2 separate regions of the Sus scrofa genome follow, and region 2 is linked to region 1. Evidence: chromatin contacts called from public HiChIP or PLAC-seq data. All regions are on one chromosome and are shown on one strand. The core of a region is the stretch at or near the end of the contact, and the rest is flanking DNA. Distances in the headings are between cores, read along the strand shown. Region 1 overlaps COQ8A (atypical kinase COQ8A, mitochondrial). Region 2 has its middle 24 kb from the start of CDC42BPA.

Region 1 (3,086 bases), core at 273-2,772:
TGGATATGTCACCTTATGTGACAAAAGGGACTCTGCAGATGTGATTAGATTCAGTATCTTGAGATGGGAGATTAGCCACCTGGGCCCAAGGTCATCAAGGGTCCCTATGAGAGGGAGGAGGAGGATCGAGGTCAGAAGGCGAGTGAGAGACGCAGAGGCTGGAAAAGGCCAGGGGCGGGGGCTCTGCCTTAAGCCTCCAGAGAGAATCAGCTGCGGACCCCCTGATTTTAGCCAGGTGAGTTCCATTTCAGACCTCTGACCTCCAGCACTGTAAGATAACTGTGGAGTTTTAGGCCACTGGGTTTGTGATAATTTGTTTTAGCAGCAATGGGAAACTAATGCAAGGGGGGTGTTTTTTGGGTTGTTTTTTGTTTTTTCTAATGGCTACAGCTGCAGCAACGCTGGATCCTTTAACCATGGTGCCAGGATGGGTATGGAACATGCACCTCCACAGTGACTTGTGCTGCTGCGGTTGGATTCTTAACCCACTGCACCACAGTGAGAACTTCCAGCAGCTTTTTTTTTTTTTTCTTTTTCTTTTTAGAGCCACACCTGCATCACATGGAAGCTACCAGGCTAGGGGTCGAATTGGAGCCGTAGCCACCAGTCTACGCGACAGCCAACATGATATCAGAGCCGCATCTGCAACCTACACCGCAGCCTGTGGCAATGCCTGATCATTAACCCACTGAAGGAGGCCTGGGATCGAACCCTCATCCTCATGGATACTGGACGGATTCTTAACCCGTTGAGCTACAACAGGAACTCCTTTTTTTCTCCCAGTGGCTATTTTTTAAAAGGTAAATCATTGGGTTGGGAAGAAGGGCAGTAGTCTAGGATAATTTCCAGAGAGTTCGTCTAAATCAACTTGGTCTGGTCACCCCACAAACCGTACTGAGTGCCAACCAAGTGCCAGGCACTGAGCTAGGGGCTGGCCCATCCCACGGGCAGCTCAAGATGCATTCTTGTTCCTGACTGCAGAGTCGTGCCTGCTGTCAGCATAAACACGTCCTGCTCATGCACCAGCCTCTTTCCCAGGCTCGGTTCAACACGGAAACCATTGCTGAGCGCTCACAGCCCCTGCCAGGGACCGCACAGTGCCTGGCATACATCAGCTTTTATAGTCCTCATCTTTCAAACACTTTCACTTCAGATTAAATATTTCAGTGCAATAGTATGAAGAACTACAAGAGCTGTCATTCATTATTTCCGTCCAGTGCATGTCACCTTACACTACTCTTCATCCTACAACAGCCCCGTTCGCTGAGGAGGCCAAGCTCCACAGAGGGGCTCATCTGCTCAAGCCCTGGTGCTGTCAGGGGCTGGCCTGACATGCCTGCCTGCGTCCAGGCTCCAGGCCCTTCCTCCTGCTGCCTGGGAAGTGAGACGGCAGATAAGAAACCTGCCCCCGGTCCGGAACTTTTCTGAAAACCAACAGGCACTCTCCTGGAAACACAGCAAGGTTCACGCTCTGAGAAGTGTGTCCACCTGGCTGCAGAAAATCATGAGTCATAAAAATCTGAGAGCTGGCTGGGCTCTCAAAGGCCACTTGGCTAAACTCTCTTTCCGGAACGCTTCCGGGCCACCAGGCTGAGAGCGTCCCGCTCCAGGCACCAGCGAGCCCGCCTGCTGGTTCTGCCTCAGACGTGGTGGGAGAGAGAGAGACAGGGGCCCCACACAGAGCCCCTCTGGGCCCTCAGTCCTGCCACACTGACTCCCAGAATCAACCTTTGTTAGCAGCCCCAAAAGCCACACAGGCCAGGCGTGGACACGGGTGTGTGGCACTGGTGTAGAGGTCACGTGCAACAACTTCAGCACTAGTAGTGTATGCAAAACCCCAAGAGTTGGGTTTTTTGGTTTGGTTTTTTGCTTTTCTGTTTGAGGTTTTTTTGTTTTTTTGTTTTGTTTTGTTTTTTGCTTTTTAGGGGAGCACCCGCGGCATATGGAGGTTCCCAGGCTAGGGGTCCAATCAGAGCTGCAGCTGCCAGCCAGAGCCACACAGGATCCCACCTATCTGTGACCTACACCACAGCTCACGCCAGCGTCAGATCCTTAACCCACTGAGTGGGGCCAGGAATCGAACCCGCATCCTCATGGATACTAGTCAGGTTTGTTACTACTGAGCCACAACCAGAACTCCAGGAGTTTTTTAAACCAGTGAGTTAACCCTGCAAGGGACAGCTCTAGACAAACAACGACACTCAGGAGGAGAAATGAGAAGACGTCTGGCAGGGGACAAAGCGGCTGGCTGCCTCCTCGCTGACCTCCACTTTCTTCTGCCTGCAGAACTAAAGCCATGGGCCCAGGCCTAGCCTTTAAGGCCCTTCACTGTGGACCGCAAGGCATCTTCCCAGAATCTTCTCCCACCATCTCCCCCGACATCAATGCTTTGGCCAGAATGGTTCACCGCCCCCCACCTACACACACACACACACACGCTCCTCGCTAGTCCCCGGACACACACACACACACACACACACACACACACACACACACACACGCTCCTCGCTAGTCCCCGGAGGCCCGGTGCTGCGCTGGGATACCCGCAGGCACCCAGGGCTCCCAGCCTCTCCAGCTCCCTCCTCTAGGACCCAGGGTCCAGGAGACAGCCAGGGATGCTGAGTACCTTTCAAGCACTTCTGCTGTCCATGAGCACCCTAAAAGCCTGCCCCGTGTGGAGCCACAGCGGCAGCACCCATGGTTTAATGGGGTTGGGGGGCAGAAGCAGGAGAAACAGGGGAGAGTGACATTCACAGGGGCAGAGCCAGGGCAGCTAGGAGCCCGCTCACAGGCAGACAGACACCAAGACACAGGGCACAGCTTCCCCAGGACACAGCACCTCTCCCGCCCCCAGTCCTGCCTCCAAGAGCAGAAAGAGGCGCAGGCTGGGCCAGGGCATGGCCGACCCCGGCCTCACGTGGTGCCCAGCCCTTGGCTCTACCAAAGGCTGGCTGTGAACACATCAGGGAGCAAGAACCACAAACTGCTGTTTGATTTCAAAGAGATGTGAGATGTTTGCTCAGCACCTGTCAAACAGTAACCACCTGCAGGTCACAGGGCACCCTCCTCTTACCTGCACCCACCTC
Region 2 (3,086 bases), core at 166-2,665, 360 kb before region 1:
ACTCCAGTTATTAGTATTATTAAATCTAGGCTATGACCAAGCCAGAGAGTGGCTGAAATAGGAGAAAAATCACTGAAAGAAACCAGTGAACCGAGAGGAGAGGTCTGAGAACTTGAAGATTGTACACCGGGAAGCCTTGCATTTGTTTCCTTTTGCTACTGGAGCAAATTACCATACATTTTGGGACTTAATAGGAATTTGTTGTCTTTCAGTGCTGGGGGTCAGAAGTCTGAAATGGGATTCACCTGGCTAAAATCAAGGAGTCAGCAGCTGATTCTCTCTGGAGGCTCAAGGCAGAGCCCCTGCCCCTGGCCTTTTTCAGCCTCTGGGCACTGCTGCGTCCCTTGGCCGTGGCTCCTTCCTCATCACTGCATCCCTCCATCCTCTGCGTCTCTCACACTCCTGTCTCAAGATCGTTAACTTAATCATATCTGCAAGGTTCCCCCCCCTCCCCTTTTTTGCAAGGTCCCTTTTGCCACTTAAGATATTCACACGTACTGGGGACATCTTTGGGGAGACATTCTTCAGCCTATGGCACCAGCAAAATACTCCTTTTCCTCTGTGAAGACTTTCCTGTCTCTGGCTTTCCCATCCCAACCCATCCCAGGCTAAGTTGATAAATATTCCTTTTTGTTCACCATTGTACCTTCCAAAAACATTCCTGTATTAAAGAATATGCCTCTTCCCCCCACTCCCCCACTCTTTTGGCGGCCCCACAGCATATGTAACTTGTGGGCCAGGGATTGGACCTGAGCCAGAGCTGCGACCTTAAGCGAGGCCAGGGATTGAGCCGGCATCCTCATGGATACTAGCTGGGATTCGTTACTGTTGAGTCACAATGGGAACTCCCACTTTTCCCAGTTTTGAGAGTTAATAGGCAAGGTGCCAGAGCCAGGAGTTTCCATTGTGGTGCAATGGGATCAGCAGTGTCTTGGGAGCACTGGGACCCAGGTTTGATCCCTGGCCCGGCACAGTAGGTTAAGGATCCTGCGTTGCCTGGGAACTCCATATGCCATGGGGCGGCCAAAACAAGGGGGAAAAAAAGGCTGAGAAGGGCATGGCAACCAGGGCCTCAGCCCACCAGGTCAGGCACCAAGACCAACAGAGGTCCAGCCAAGCGTGAGAGGAATGTAGCACAGGCAGAAGGAGGGAGAGATGGTTAATTGGAGCCTCAGGCTCTGTTACTGCAGTAGCAGAAGTTGTGGTTTTTCTGCCAACTTTCCTCTTTCAAATTTCCCACAAGAAGAACCAACCAGAATCCTGGAGGAACTGTCTGCAGAACTGAACTTACAAGAAAAACAACCCCAGCGGCAGAGAGGATGGACTAGAGTTAATGCAGTGATACCTTGCCCAGATCTTCAGAACTGAGATATTTCCCCAGCTGCTGGAGTGTTTGGCGGCTCCAGACTCTTAGCTGAGTCACTCTCCAGGAAATGCTCTCAGTCCTGAGCCCAAGAACATACCCTCCCTGGGGCCAGTCCCCACCCAATCACTGACGGACGCCAGGTACAAGGGTCTACCCGCTTTGCATCAAGGTGGGACAAGACAGGCCATGCATAGCTCCCCTTGGCTGCAGCCTGGCTTCTGTTGCATCCCAGCTCAGCTCCTCCTTCCACCCAATCCTACTTCCTTCTCTCCCCATGGATGCTGATCCTGAAGACAGCTCCCCCCCAATAAACCTCCTACAAACAATCCTATCTCATAGTGTGTCTCAGGGGACATGACCTAAGAAACCTTTGTCACAAATGTATTATAATTTATGACCAGGGACAGTTAAATCATACTAGAAACACCCTGGGGAGAGTGTTGTTCTCTGATAATTCACAAAGGAAGTTGCACAGAGGAACTGGATGGATATAGCTATTAGATAATAAGAGTGCTGTTGGGTTAAGCTTTACAGATGGGGGAAAACTCCCCGCTGAGATTGTTTCCAGGAGACAATCAGAGTGATGATAAATGAAATACAAAGTTTGGGCAAAGAGAATGATATGAGGCAATGTTCCGGGAGAAGAGGCCTATCAGAGACATCTCGCATCTTGTCTTACAACATTTTGAGCATCTTTTTATTCCAGCCACTGACGTGGCTGGTGCTGCGTGGGGTTAAGTGGAGCCGGCTGGCACTGCCATCAGTAGGTGACACCAACATTGCGTAGGTATAACCTGATGGCATCCCACCTCAACTCTATCACATTTCTCGCACTTTGTACCCCGTGGGACACCTAAAGAAACCCATTCAGCCATTCTGACACGATGGCTGTGCAAACCCAGCAAGGAGTTTTGTTTCCTGGGGCAGACGTTCCATTGACCAATGGGAGAGGCTGAGTGAACAATTTGGAGGCACATTTTACGTGACCCCTTAGAAAGTTTCCAGCAGGATGGAGCCCCGTGAACAGCTTAACAACACACCTTTGGATAATTTTTCCTCCTCTCCTGTTTTTTGCTTCCTAGCTTCATTCCTGTTTCTTGGGAATCACTTCCCATTCAAATCCTTATCTTAGGCTCTACTTTTTTAGGGAACCCAGGCCAAGACAGTTGGAGCCAGAAGTACCATAGAAAGGAAGCTTTCAGAGGAGTCTTGCTTTTCCATTGGCAAGGACCTCTGAGTGGTGTTAAGTGAGGTGCTAACAGCTATTGGCTGGCAGGAGCATCCTAATCATGAAGAATTTCACCAGTGATGGGGAGTTCCCACTGGGGCGCAGCAGAAACAAATCTGACTAGGAACCATGAGGTTGCGGGTTCGACCCCTGGCCTTGCTCACTGAGTTAAGGATCCTGTGTTGCTGATGTGTAGGCTGGCAGCTGTAGCTCGATTCAACTCCTAGCCTGGGAACCTCCATATGTCGCACTCGCGGCCCTAAAAAGAAAAGAAAAAAAAAAAGCAAAATAAACCGCAGCAATCCTAGGGAGGTAAGATGGGCAGCTAACTAAGAGGTTACTTCACTTATATAAGCAAGAAAACTCTTGGTGAGTTTTAGTGAGCAGAGGGTAAACGTTGACTGCAGAAGTGGAAAGTCACGGCCACTCACCTAGTTTCCAGATCTGAGCCAGTTTTCCCTCCCAGAAGCCAGTGATTGAAGGAGAGCCTAG

Evidence for each region. HiChIP or PLAC-seq counts read pairs in DNA pulled down with a chosen protein or histone mark.
Region 2: a contact with region 1 is called in an H3K27ac HiChIP or PLAC-seq map of skeletal muscle, with 6 times the contacts expected there. The contact joins two enhancer-like sites. A contact is called at or near these places in 1 of 5 promoter capture datasets (fetal liver) and 1 of 2 datasets of contacts at active chromatin or transcription factors (skeletal muscle).

What each region holds. Positions count from the first base shown.
Region 1 is chr10:14,604,672-14,607,757 of Sscrofa11.1, reverse strand. The region is part of intron 1 of COQ8A (atypical kinase COQ8A, mitochondrial); the gene reads right to left. Among named protein-coding and RNA genes, the nearest start is that of COQ8A, 9.0 kb to the right of the region's middle. Within about 2 kb of position 1,522, at least 13 of the 83 cell types and tissues checked have an H3K27ac peak or open chromatin away from gene starts, as enhancers often do. A contact at or near this core is called in skeletal muscle, where this site is marked.
Region 2 is chr10:14,963,875-14,966,960 of Sscrofa11.1, reverse strand. No RefSeq gene overlaps it. Among named protein-coding and RNA genes, the nearest start is that of CDC42BPA, 24 kb to the right of the region's middle. Within about 2 kb of position 1,415, at least 15 of the 83 cell types and tissues checked have an H3K27ac peak or open chromatin away from gene starts, as enhancers often do. A contact at or near this core is called in skeletal muscle, where this site is marked.